Regions from separate parts of the Drosophila melanogaster genome. Here region 1 is linked to region 2. The links are chromatin contacts, called in public HiChIP or PLAC-seq maps. All regions are on one chromosome and are shown on one strand. Each heading gives the region's core, a stretch centred on a gene start, on an enhancer-like site or on the middle of the called end of the contact. The rest is flanking DNA. Distances are from core to core; before and after follow the strand shown. Region 1 holds the start of Dbp80 (Dead box protein 80). Region 2 overlaps vtd (verthandi).

The links. HiChIP or PLAC-seq counts read pairs in DNA pulled down with a chosen protein or histone mark.
Region 1: a contact with region 2 is called in a POLR2A S2P HiChIP or PLAC-seq map of the Kc167 cell line, with 4 times the contacts expected there. The contact joins the promoter of Dbp80 here to the enhancer-like site in region 2. A contact is called at or near these places in 13 of 107 Hi-C or Micro-C datasets (the Kc167 cell line, the ML-DmBG3-c2 cell line, the S2 cell line and 3 more) and 2 of 6 datasets of contacts at active chromatin or transcription factors (the Kc167 cell line and the S2 cell line).

What each region holds. Positions count from the first base shown.
Region 1 is chr3L:27,275,898-27,282,209 of dm6, reverse strand. Dbp80 (Dead box protein 80) reads right to left here and starts at 2,894. Exons shown (of 12, transcript NM_001276241.1): 1 at 2,788-2,894; 2 at 2,671-2,729. The coding sequence starts at 2,835.
Region 2 is chr3L:27,139,597-27,145,810 of dm6, reverse strand. vtd (verthandi) reads right to left here. Exons shown (of 9, transcript NM_001300711.1): 3 at 5,569-5,692. Among named protein-coding and RNA genes, the nearest start is that of vtd, 6.2 kb to the right of the region's middle. Within about 2 kb of position 4,515, at least 6 of the 39 cell types and tissues checked have an H3K27ac peak or open chromatin away from gene starts, as enhancers often do. A contact at or near this core is called in the Kc167 cell line, where this site is marked.

The DNA of each region.
Region 1 (6,312 bases), core at 1,645-4,144, 140 kb before region 2:
ATGGGGTGTACCCAGGAGATGGGAAACCCGGATAGGATATTTGCTAGTCGGTTCGGGTGGACCATAAACCTGATGGCATAACGGCTGCTGTGAAAATTAATCTGATCCCCAAGAGGGGTAACTTTCAGACCTCTTTCGATTACCTTGTTCGTCACGTACCAGGGGAGCCCAGATGCGTGACGTGCAGCTCTCGACTGGACCACACGGAGCCTATTGAGCTGGGATTTGGCGGCAATTCCCCACACCTGGATGGCATAAATCCACGTTGGAGCAAGTATGGCTTTGATTAAAAGAGCCTCAGAGCTCATTTGTAGTTTGCTGGAGTGGAAGTGCCAGTCGAGCTTTTTTAGCTTCGCCAGTAACTTAAATTAGACTGACGTGCTGTGGGCCCTCTAGGTCAGTCTCCGATCTAGATGAACTCCTAGGTAGCAGTGCGATGTGACATTGATGATGGGGTTTCTATCGAAAGTCAGACCTGTGCAAGTTCCGGGCCGCAGGGAAAAAGTTACACAGGCTGACTTTGACGAGTTAATGGCCACATTCCATTTAGCAGTACATTTTTTGATTGCATGCAGCTATTCCTGGACTGCGTTGGAGTTCTAAAATCTGTATGTTTAATCTCAACCTTCTAGCTCCTATAGTTCCTTAGATTTCGACGTTTATGAACGGACAAACAGAAGGACATGGATCGACTTGGCTATTGATCCTTATCAATTATATATATTCTTTACATGTTCGGAAATACAACCTCCTACGTTTTACATACTTTTTAACGAATCTAGTATACCCATTTACTACACGAGTGAGTAATGGGTAAGATAAGTTTTTTTTATATGTACACATGTACACTCCGCGTCACCAGATCGCCCCTTGAGAAAAAATCTTTGATGTGATATTTAGAAAACTGTTTAAGCGAGAGCTTTGGAAATTTGTTTCCCTCAAAAGTTGAATAATTCTATAAATGGAAAGCTTATATGGGGTGCAGAAAAAAATTAGATGACACTTATACAGTTTGTCAAGACTCTGTTTACACACTGTGAAATAAGTGAATTTTTGACTTTAAAGGTAAAAATGAAGGGTTCTTTGCTTAATTAAACGCAATTTTTTTATAAAATATAATTAAACAATATTTGTTTTACTTATAAATCATAAAACAAATTTAAAATATTATATATACAAGAAAATAAACAAGAAATTCCAAGTTTACACACTTTTGAGACTGTCAAGAAACTCTTTACACAAAACACTAAATCGAAGTTTAATACTAAATTTTTAAATTATTTCATTAAAATTTTAAAAGTTTTAGTAGTATGTTCCCCATTGTCATTGGCTACAAGTTGGACACTTTTTTTATGGAATAGATAAGTTTTTGGAGGTCATATTCAAGCGGGATCTTTTCCCACTATTTGACTATTGCGCCATACTCTGCTTGGCCCATCGTTATAAAAGAGCAGTATTTTAGTTTCGTCACAAAATATGACGTCATCCCAGTACTCTTCCGGATGATCCACATTGCTCACAGCGAATGAATGACGCTTTTCAATATTGGCATCTGACAGCAAAGGCTTTTTTATTGCAACTCTTGAGAGTACCTATGGCGTAGGTTGACTTGGTTAATTTTGGTTTTCCGCCCACCACCACTCTTAGGTTCAAGCCTGCCCTCTTTTTCCGAGCGATTTAAAACATTGTAGACGGTTTTACGGGATACAGAAAACATTTATACTAATTCTGGAATTTATTTTCCCAACTGGTGGTTATAGTTTATTAATTGGGTAACTTCAAAAGTTAATCTCTTTCCAGGCATTTTATCAAATTTAATAATTTACTTTAAGCACGTTCGATCAGCAAAATTTCCCAAGCAATGTCAAAAAATTTCAATAGAAGCGTTGTAAAAAGAAATGCAAAGAAAAATAACGGAAAAACCGAGTTCTAAGGAAAAGAGCAAAACAAAGCAGGAAAACAAAATGTGTAGAGTTTCTTGACAGTCTCAAAAGTTTGGAATTTCTTGTTTATTTTCTTGTATATTGAATATTTTTAATTTGTTTTTTGATTTATAAGTAAAATAAATATTGTTTAATTATATTGAATAAAAAAATTGCGTTTAATTAAGCAAAAAAGCCTTAATTTTTAGCTTTAAAGTCAAAAATTCAACTTATTTCACAGTGTGTAAACAGTTTCTTGACAAACTGTATATATAAATTAGAATATTTTTAAAGGAAATTAATAAAGAGTTGATTTGTTTTCAAAGGCATTCATTTTGCACACCCACAAAATCATGTTTTGTTTAAAATGCTTAATATGGATTAAATGACTTATGTAGCCAGAAGCCAAAAATTGTTGTTTTTTCGTGAAGTTGCGGTTAAATCGCATGGAGTATCATGACTGCTGGTACAAAAACGTTGGTGCGACCAAAGACCCTAGAATAATCTAGTGTCTTTGGTGCGACATTGTTTAAGGTCTGCCGGTACGCACTCGTATAAATTAACGCTCTTAGAGAGCTTGTAAAAGTAAACAAAGATGAACCGAATAATTTAAAAGGAATTATAAATAATTTAAATCTTTTTTAAATATCTTTTAATCTTTTCCAGGTCATTTATTAAGATATAAAATAGTAAAATACTAAATTAATACAGTAATGCATGTGGATGTAATATTTATAGCAAAACTTACTCAGCGACGTCGAAATCGGTTTCTTCTCCAGATTTAGAGTCTAGGTTAAGTTTGTCGACCTAAATAAAACGAGTGGGAAAAATATATTTACAAACAATTATAATAAAAGGCAAATACCAGCTTAGAAACCTCCTGGTCCTCTGCTTTTTTAGCCCAATCACCCATGTTTAAATAGAATTAATAAGTTACTTTTATTTTTAACGTCAGAGTGACCAACTGGTCTTTCCTAAAAATAATTACACTGACATGTTAAATAATAGCCTATTTCCACATAGCTTCATCCAGAACACACTTTCATAATTTATTGTATTGTTTTACACCGAATTCTAACATTCATCATAAGACTGGTTGGAAAAGCTTGAGAGGTTTTACAAAAATTGCCGAAATAGTCTGAATTTTAGACGAGCATGTAATATGTAAACCAGATATAATTTAATATAAGCATTGATTTCTTAACTTTCAATATGATTAAATAAATACGATATATAATCTTATATGATATCATATATTCAAAAAAATATTTGGTTATAATGATGTTACAATGATCTTTTAGGAGTGTTCCAGTTATTACGTTAAGACTCATTGGATCGGTCTCGGCGCCATATAAGTGCCACATACCTGATGAGGACTTGGGCAGAAGGACGTGCAGCATATGGATGCCGGCTAAGCATCTTAAGTAGATTTCCCCCCACAAGATTATCTCTCCATGGCATGACAAGCATTATGCTAAGAGACCAGCGCACAATGCGATACTTTTATGTTAATTTCATGAGTCAAATGTACACCCTTCCCTTGATTAGGTCCCTTCTCAGAAATTTTAAATTTATCTCCACATTACACTAGATTCGTTGAAAAGTATATAACACTCAGATGGAAACGTTTCCGACCATATAACGTATATATATTTTTGATCAGGATCAATAGCAGAGTCGTCTTTATGTCATAGAGCTTCCAATCTTTTTATATCTTTTTAGGTTACGGTATTCTAATTCTTGTACCAACGACTGTTAGGACAGACGCAACGGTACGACTTCATGACTATACAAACGGAGAAGTTAACACAAGCAGTTCTCACGCGGTGAACCGGGACCGGATTCTAATAAATACTTGAATATTGTGACCCTCGCCCTAACGGGAGAGTGGTAAATAAATATTAGTAAATTTATCATAGTAGCTTTAGACAATGAAAATGAATAATTCATATACATATGTATCTAGTATCAGTATCATCTAGTATCTTTCCTTACATGTTTTGAAGATAGCAACTATTACTATATCTTACAACAATTTAGGTTAAAATCGCTGTATCAGTAAGAAGATTGGGTATAATTTGGATGCAAATGTAATCCCCAATAATAACGAGACTTAACAGAAACGTTGTAACTGAAAATAATTAGTATGTAGTAAATATGTCAATTTGGGTATAATCACGTAAATTAAAATTTTTTCTGGGTTCTATAGGTATCGTGGTTAAGGACAGGAAAAACAACTACACGGGTCCAACGGCCACACCTCCCGCCCAACCGTCCAAGGGCGCTGCCGTATATCGTACAGCTCGATTCCCGAGGGGATAGACGCGATATAAAAAAGAACAGGAACGAGGAAATGAATATAATGTAAAATAACCATATTAAATATTAGTGTTAGTAGGATCCAATTATGTAATAAAAAAGTTAAAATCGATTGCTTAAAGAGCGGCAGAGAGTCAAGATTACAGATAATAGAATAAAGTCTATTATAGTCAGAACATAAAACTCTGTAAGGGTCATGCAACTCATAGTTAGATCTAGAATGATTTAAAATAAGGGGTATATCGTTTCTGGTGAACCTACTTGGAACCGAGAAGTTAAGCCGAATCAAGTCGGGACTCTCAACATCCCCACGAATAAACTTACAAATAAAGACTATTCCAAGCGTAGTTCTACGGTTAGCTAGGGACGGTAAATTAATTAAAAGTAGTCTACTGGAATAAGGAGGTAATATACGGTTTGCATCCCAATTAAGGCGCCCCAAGGCAAAAAGTAAGAAGTTTTTTTGGACCGATTCCATGCGGTCCGAGTGGACTGCGTATTGTAGACTCCAAACAGTTGATCCTTACTCGAGAATCGGACGGACTAACGAAATAAGTTAGGTTTTAGTCAAGTAAGGAATCATCAAATTCCTAAGACCACCATTTTATAAAAGGGACACCCCTGGCCTTATTGATAATAGACGAAATATGGTCAAAAAAAGTTTAGTTTTGGGTCCAGAAGAACACCATATATCATCAATTCGTGTTATTCTGTCCACATTGCATCCACTTAGAGTGTAAGTCATGCGTATTGGGTTGGCACGACAAAAGGTCATAACTTTACACTTGCCATTTAAGTCTAACACGTTATCACGGCACCATATTTGAAATCGATCTAGATCGGATTGTAAGTCCAAATGGCACGAAGTGTCCTTGTACTGGAGGCATAATTTAACATCGTCTGCGTACATAAGTACACGCGGATGTTTTATTGCTAAGAGGAGGTCGTTGATGAATAAGGTAAAAAGAAGCGGACCAAGATGGCTCCCTTGTGGGACACCGGATGTGACTCGGAGAATAGAAGATAAAGAATTTTTAAAGAGGACTTGTTGTGTCCTGCCATTCAAATAGCTTGAAATCCAATTTAGAAGATCAACAGGGAAACCTAAAAGATCAAGTTTTCTTATTAGAAGGTAATGATTAACAGAGTCAAATGCTTTCGTAAAATCAGTATAGATGACATCTGTTTGAAGATTATTTTTGAAACCCTGTATTACGAAAGAAGTAAGCACCAAGAGGTTAGTGATTGTTGATCTGCGTTTCATAAAACCGTGTTGACACGGTGATATAATTGATCTACAAAGGTGCTGCAAATGAGGAGTGATAACATTTTCAAAAAGTTTTGGGATAGCCGACAATTTAGAGATTCCTCTGTAATTGCTTGCATCCAGTTTGCTACCTTTTTTATGAAGAGGAATCACAAAGGACTCCTTCCATATATGAGGGAATTGTAAAGATTCCAGAGATAAGGTAAAGAGTTTCAGTAAAGGCTTCAGTAAGGCTTCCGCACAGAATCTGAGCACACAGCGACTTAGATACCGCATAAGAGTATGGCTGTTCGTAATGAGGTAAAGTTGAATATGTTGTTTAAAAAAACTTGGCGAATATATCGGCTATTGCCTGATCCGATGCTACCGTAGTGTTTTCAAAAAATAGCGAGATAGGGTAAGAAATTGTTTTTCGCTTAGTGCTAACGAAATTATAAAACTGTTTCGGATCCTGTGCAAACTGGAACTTACAACGGTTTAAATAATTTTGTAGCACTGAGCATTACGCACGGTAAAGTTTAACCGAGCGCTTAAATATTTACAAAGGATGAACTGAGAACCGGTATTTTTAAATTTTATTTAGAGTCTGGACTTTACATTTCTTAGGTGTGTCAACTCTTTATTAAACCAAGGAGGTTTAGAGATTGACTGATGGTACATCGGAACACAAGAGTCAAAAAATGATTTAATTAATTTTGCAGAAGTAAAGATCAGACCAATTAAAGCCAGCTATTAAATTGTTTAGCCTCCGAAAATTTGCCTTGCGAAAACAGGGAATTCGCTTTGTTGACTTCTCTGAATTTA
Region 2 (6,214 bases), core at 3,266-5,765:
AATAATTTTCTTTGTATTTGCCTTAATTATTTAGTATATTTATTAAGTCATTTGACTTAATATGATGTATGTAAATGATCCAATTTTATTATTTAAAATGCCCATTAGATTCAGTTGTTTCAGTTTCAGTTTTTTTTTTTGTTATATTCCAATTCGATATTTTTAAACAGCGCGCAATTTCATCATATTTCTACGAAATTGGCCAAAACTCCCCAAATATGTAAATTCATTTCTTCGATCAGAATTGATTTCGTCTCGAAAATCGTCTTCTAGCACAACACGCACACATATACGCGTTCTCGTCTCTTGTTTTTACTCACCCAAGCAAGCAAATTCTACTTTTAGATTTCTTACGCTCTCAGCGTAAGCGAGCGGACAGTGGGCCATTTTGGCCGTCACCAAAAAAGTAGCTAGTGTCTAGTGTCTTTGATAGAGCCTTTGTAGTTTCACGTATGGTTTCCTCCAGAGTTTTCACATCATTCTTTTGTCTTCGTCGTCTTTGTTTACGGAGTTTACGGTACATTACGGAGTTGTGACCTAAGTCTGCAGTGTGTCTTGGTGTGTCCATACTCCTGGCAGTTATTGCATTGTACAAGACCGTTGCGTTTGTGTGGTTCTTCCACGGTCATACTTCAATGCACTTCGTTTTTCTTTAAGGCTTTGTTATCTGGTGCTAACATTTTTGTCACAGAAGCCCATGTCCTTAAGGGCTTCTTGAATCTCAATTCCTTTAACAACTAAGCAATCCCTTGCTGCTTTTTAGTTGTTTGGTGTAGAAATTCTTTTTTGTTTCCTCCAGGTTTTTTACACAATGCGGAACATGTCCCCGCCCAGCGCAGCAATTTTATTGACCTGGTCGTTTGAACTTTTTTCCCTTATAAAAATAGACAAGGGATTTGGTTTCTTTTGGGTCTCTTGACCCAGCCATGCTGTATTGTTCTCCGCCTCTGCTAACATAGAAAATCGGTTATCATCCTTATTGGATCGTTGCTTTCTTGGTACTGTTGTCGGTTGACCTTTGGCTTATTACCAACAGTGTTTAGGGTGATTAGCTTACGCTTAATCTAGATGTAGCGATCCATACCTATCTGTATCGTCAGGATCGCTGTTGCCTATCGGAGCTGGCCAAGGTTTGTTGCTGTCGGCGCCGCAATATTGGTAGTTGATTTGGTGGTGCTATTGTTGCGACAGCAGGGATTTAAGGCCTGTTCGTTGTTGGAGCGTCTGCCATCAAAGCCGGCAGTGGTGGGGTTTGGTATTGGTATCTCGATGATGTAGGAGTTGGGGTGAGCAGAATGGGAGAACAATAGCTCGTCCTCTTGCTGTTGACGGTCAGTAGAGGTTGCTCTTTGTTGGTTTCGTTTCTACGTTGATATCGCGTGTTGAGAAGTTTGAGAACCAGTCGTTTCCTTGATTTACGGAGCTTTTACGCATTTTCTCTAGTTCATCCACTTTTTTTTAGTATTTTTCCGGAGCTCAGCCAAGAACACGAACTCTGGTAAAACTTTGTTGCGCTGCTATGTCTCTTTACTCGTGTTCTGAGTGCAATATCGAAGTTAATGCTATCCAATTTCGAACCTTGTGTCATATCTTCTCTGACAGTTTAATAGCTTTGTAGTGACCATTGATTCGCACATCAAGGCTGATCAGCTGATGGGTAAAATACAACAACTAAGAAGTCTTTTTCTAATCTTAAATTCTAAATTTCAAATCGTCTGTATTGAACCATGAGAAAATTTAGTTGCAACAACAGTTGCTGAATCATTACCCCAAAATTCGTCATAAATTGTTTCATAAACCGCACAACAATAACAAAAGGCATACAATTGGTTTTGTGAACTATTCAATGTTCTGCTTAGAAAAAGGTTTCTGCATCTTGGCATAAATTTACGGTAGCCATAAAGCTGAAAGCTGTATCTAAATTTTTCAAGGATAAGCTGACATAGTCGACGTCAAGTAGGCCCACCGGCAGAGTGCTATTTTTGTTTTGCCACTCTCATCTAAATTTCTCTTCATTTTTGTCGCGTTTTTCTCATTTTCTCATTTGTCGTTCTCTGGATCGGACGCAGATGCGGTTTTGGAGATTATCGCTTCAAACCGCGTCGTCGGTGGAGTTTCATCAACATTCAATACCCAATACACTAACCCTCTAATCAGCTTAGAGATTAACTCGTGTACTGGAATAGCACCCTCACTTCAGTTTTTAAACAGTTGTTGGATCGGGACAACCTATCTCCTATAACGATGCATGAATACATTTAATTTGGTTTTTGCTGCCAGCGGCTTGAACTGTGGTTTGGGCCCATACTAATTTGCGCTAAATTCTGGGTAATGTGGAATCTATGGACATACATCACTCACTTATGGGCTTGTACTGTGATTTGCTTTTACGAAATGGCTGCTATTTTATCAACACCACTCTTCTTCGGTTCTGCTCACTACGAATTGCAATTGCAATTCTGATGATTGCGACAGCAAATTGTCCTCACGGCGTTTCGAAAAAATAATCTTTCTTTAAGTTTAACTTCCGCAAGTCTATAACCATCATTATTTTTATAACAACTTTATTCACGAAATCCACTATAGCCATAGGGTATGGGTAAAGCCTTGAATAAATGAATTGATTGTCCTGTGTGCATATTATGTCAATGGAAATTTATCGGATATCTGCTTCGGAACGATGGTGTGTCCAATATCGGAAAAAATTTACGTTGTTAAACATTCAAATTCATTTTGTTCGATCAAAGACACTAGAATAACAAGATGCGTAACGCCATACGATTTTTTGGCACACGATATTTTCGACATGGCTCCAGGCTGTCTCGAATTTTTGTTCGAGACCGAGAGAGCGCTTCAGCGAACAGCTCTTTTCTACGCATACAGTGGTAGCAGACAGCTGTATGAGTGCACACGTATGCTCATGCATTGTAAATTTGACAAAATATGCCCTTCACCTTAGAAGTTCTTATATATTATTTTTGATCAATTGGCACCATGCCAAAAATTCTTGCTTGGCATTGCCTTAACGTTATTATTATTCAAATATAGCTTAGAAATAGTAACACCCGAATCATAATATCACAAAATAAATTTCAAAAACGACTTTATATTAGAATATTTGTCATTAGAGTATTCAGCTTGCGACGTGTGAAAAATTTATAAGGCAATGATTGTTGAGTGCTTGTGTCCGCACTTCGTGCCTCAAGATATAACTTTTGCAGTAAACAGTTTTAATATTTTTATTTATTTTAGCTAAAGATATATTTGGATTCATCAAAGATATCTATTTAAGGATCACACAGACCACTTTCTATTTTTTAACTAGTAGAGTTAACCAGAATCCCATTGAAAACATATTTTAGCAAAAGGTGATAACTGGAGAAATCCTCCAGTTAACGAATTTAAATAATAATTGCCATCTCTAAACATTTTTAAATTTTCACAAAAGTCGAATTGCGAATCAGATGATGATGTTATGATGCCAATTGAGTTCGATTCGATAATATATCAGCCTTTCATTAAAAAAAAATACAACAACAAGAATACTCTGTATCATTTTCTAAAATTGTAAAAGACAATGAGAGGTACATACTTTGAACAAAATATAGATAACTTTTTGTGCAATAATGTTCCAGTAGATATTTTGTTGGATATATTGCTAAGGGATCCAGTTGTGATAAATGCAGATCGGTAATTTTAAAAGTACCGTGCATTTAACAGCTCCATCAGAGCCTTTTATACATGAAAATAACTACTCAATAGACTCGGACTTCGGGAAACTACAGGCACCATCTGATATATTTTTTAATATTTGCAAAATACACATTAAAGTTTTTGAAAATATTTTTGAAAATAATAAAAAAAAAAACAAATGTGTATAAAAAATTGATTGTTGATGCATTAAGTACACAAATGAAAGTAGTGCCTTAGCAAACGAATTAAAAATCTTGTTATTCTAATGTCTTTGGCCAGGTCCACTCGGCTATTGATCCTACTCAAGAATATATATACTTTATCTGGTCGGAAACACCTCCGTCTATCTGTTACATACTCTTCCAAGTACCTTTTATATCCTTTCACTCGACGAGAAACGAGTATAAAAATAGTTATGGCTTTGGAGTCACCTCTAAAAGCTGCGAGTCTGGAGCGGAAAGGAGATAATCATCTCGACGAAAACTATTACAAGCTACCCCTAAACTTTTGGTCACTTCTGGCCCATTAACGGTTTCATCTGATTCGGAACTTTCAGATAAGCAACACAACATTTTAGATTTTGACCCTTACCTAGGTCATTACTTGTTCGCCCACTAAGACCACACACTCAGTATCATCTCATAGCCAAGAAGAAAGAAAAAGAAGAAGAAAAGAAAAGCGCAGAATGTACACCTAGACCTTTCGATTTGGTGTAGAAGACCGAGAAAAAAGGACAATGAGTGAGATCACAAGGTGAGCATTAGGAACGGTAGTACGAGGTTGATCACTGCAAGTGAGGGAGCAGACCAACGCTCAGCAAGAACACGGAAGAGGACAAGGACCTGGCGCGGTCAGAAGGGACTGTGAAGGCATTGGTTAGTGTCCTGTGAGAGGAACGGTCCCAACAGATGTGCTCTTGGCTGTCTACGAAGGTGGTTCTGGGAAGATCCCTGGTTCGACCTAAGGAACGACACACCTAGCGGCCAAGCCACCATAATATCCTAGGGCTTATTCAGGACGGACCGTTGGGAGACGACGTGGGCATAGCGTGGTCAGAAGGGATCGTGGAATCTGGTGTCCTGTTTCAGGAGTGGTTCTAACATACGTGCATTTTCGGGTGTTCGCAAAGGTGGTTCTGGTAAGAGCTTTGGTTCGACCTAACGGACGATACACCTTGCAGATTCGCCACCATAACTTCGTAGGTCTCAATTGAGCTGACACACAATGGCAGTAGAAGTCCAGAGCCAGTATTCAAACAATACAGCTGAAGAATTATAAATCATAATCATAATCACCCACAAATCATAAATTTGGGCAAACAGACAAAACCCTCTGAGCCAGCCATTTCAACTCGTAGTGGCAGAACTAGGAAAACAAGCTCTTTACAATATTTATGCATTAATGTAATAAGAAAAAAAAAATGTAATAAGAAAGAAAATTTTCACCTTAAGATACTTACGTCCGCCTAAGTTACAAATTAATTTTAAAAAATACTTTGTAACTGTATACCACCATACCAAATATGGTTGTACCAAATGATTTTTGTATCACAACTCCTAATGCTCATTACCGCATCATTAGTATATAAATCAGATCATAAGATTAAAAATTATTTTATAGAGGCATTTAAGATATTCAAATCCATATGGATGACAGATGACAAATAAGAAAAAAACAACAGACTGAAGAAAGTGTATTACTAGACTAAGGCAACTTTTATGACGGAGTATTTTACAACTGAATTAATTTTTTTAAGGATACTTTCGACTGATATATATTTGAGGATATATTTCTTAGATTTCTACTTTTACGCGGTTTATCCATATATATATCCAGCTAATATCATTTGTAATTGATGATATTGATTATACTTACGTCCAAAAGAATCTCCAAACCCATCACCATCCAATCGAGAACCAGGCATATCAGCATGGGCGTCCAATGAATGTGGATCCAGAGACTCAATATTTTCCAAAACGTCATTATCAAATATTTTATCCTAAAATAGAACAGTATAAGCAAACATTCAAAAAATTCAAAAGTTCGCAAAACTACGAATCTCGTTTAAAAACATCAAATAATATTTTAATTCATATATATATGTAAGCTCAAAGAAGCTGGGGTCGGAAAAATCGAATTTTTTAAATTTGAAAGCTGGAATCGTTTGCCCATTTTTTGCCCATGTTTGCCCACCAATTAGTTTTTTTTGCCCACGTCCAGTTTTTGAGATATGAATTTTCGAAAAGGTTCGAAAATTTTCGAAAATCAAAAATTTCGCTTTTTTCAAAATTTTTTTTTTTAAATCGCAATAACATCGTTTGCCCACGTTTGCCCACCCTTTAGAATTTTGAAAAAATTTATACTTTAGAAAATATAAGGCTTTTAAGTTTACCTCGGTCTAATCAGAGAGTAAATCGTTTGCCCATCTCTTAAAACCAAATATTATCAACAAAAAACGTTTGCCCAACCATTATTATTAGTTTTTATCGTTTGCCCACCCTTTAAAAAACCTTTAACAAAA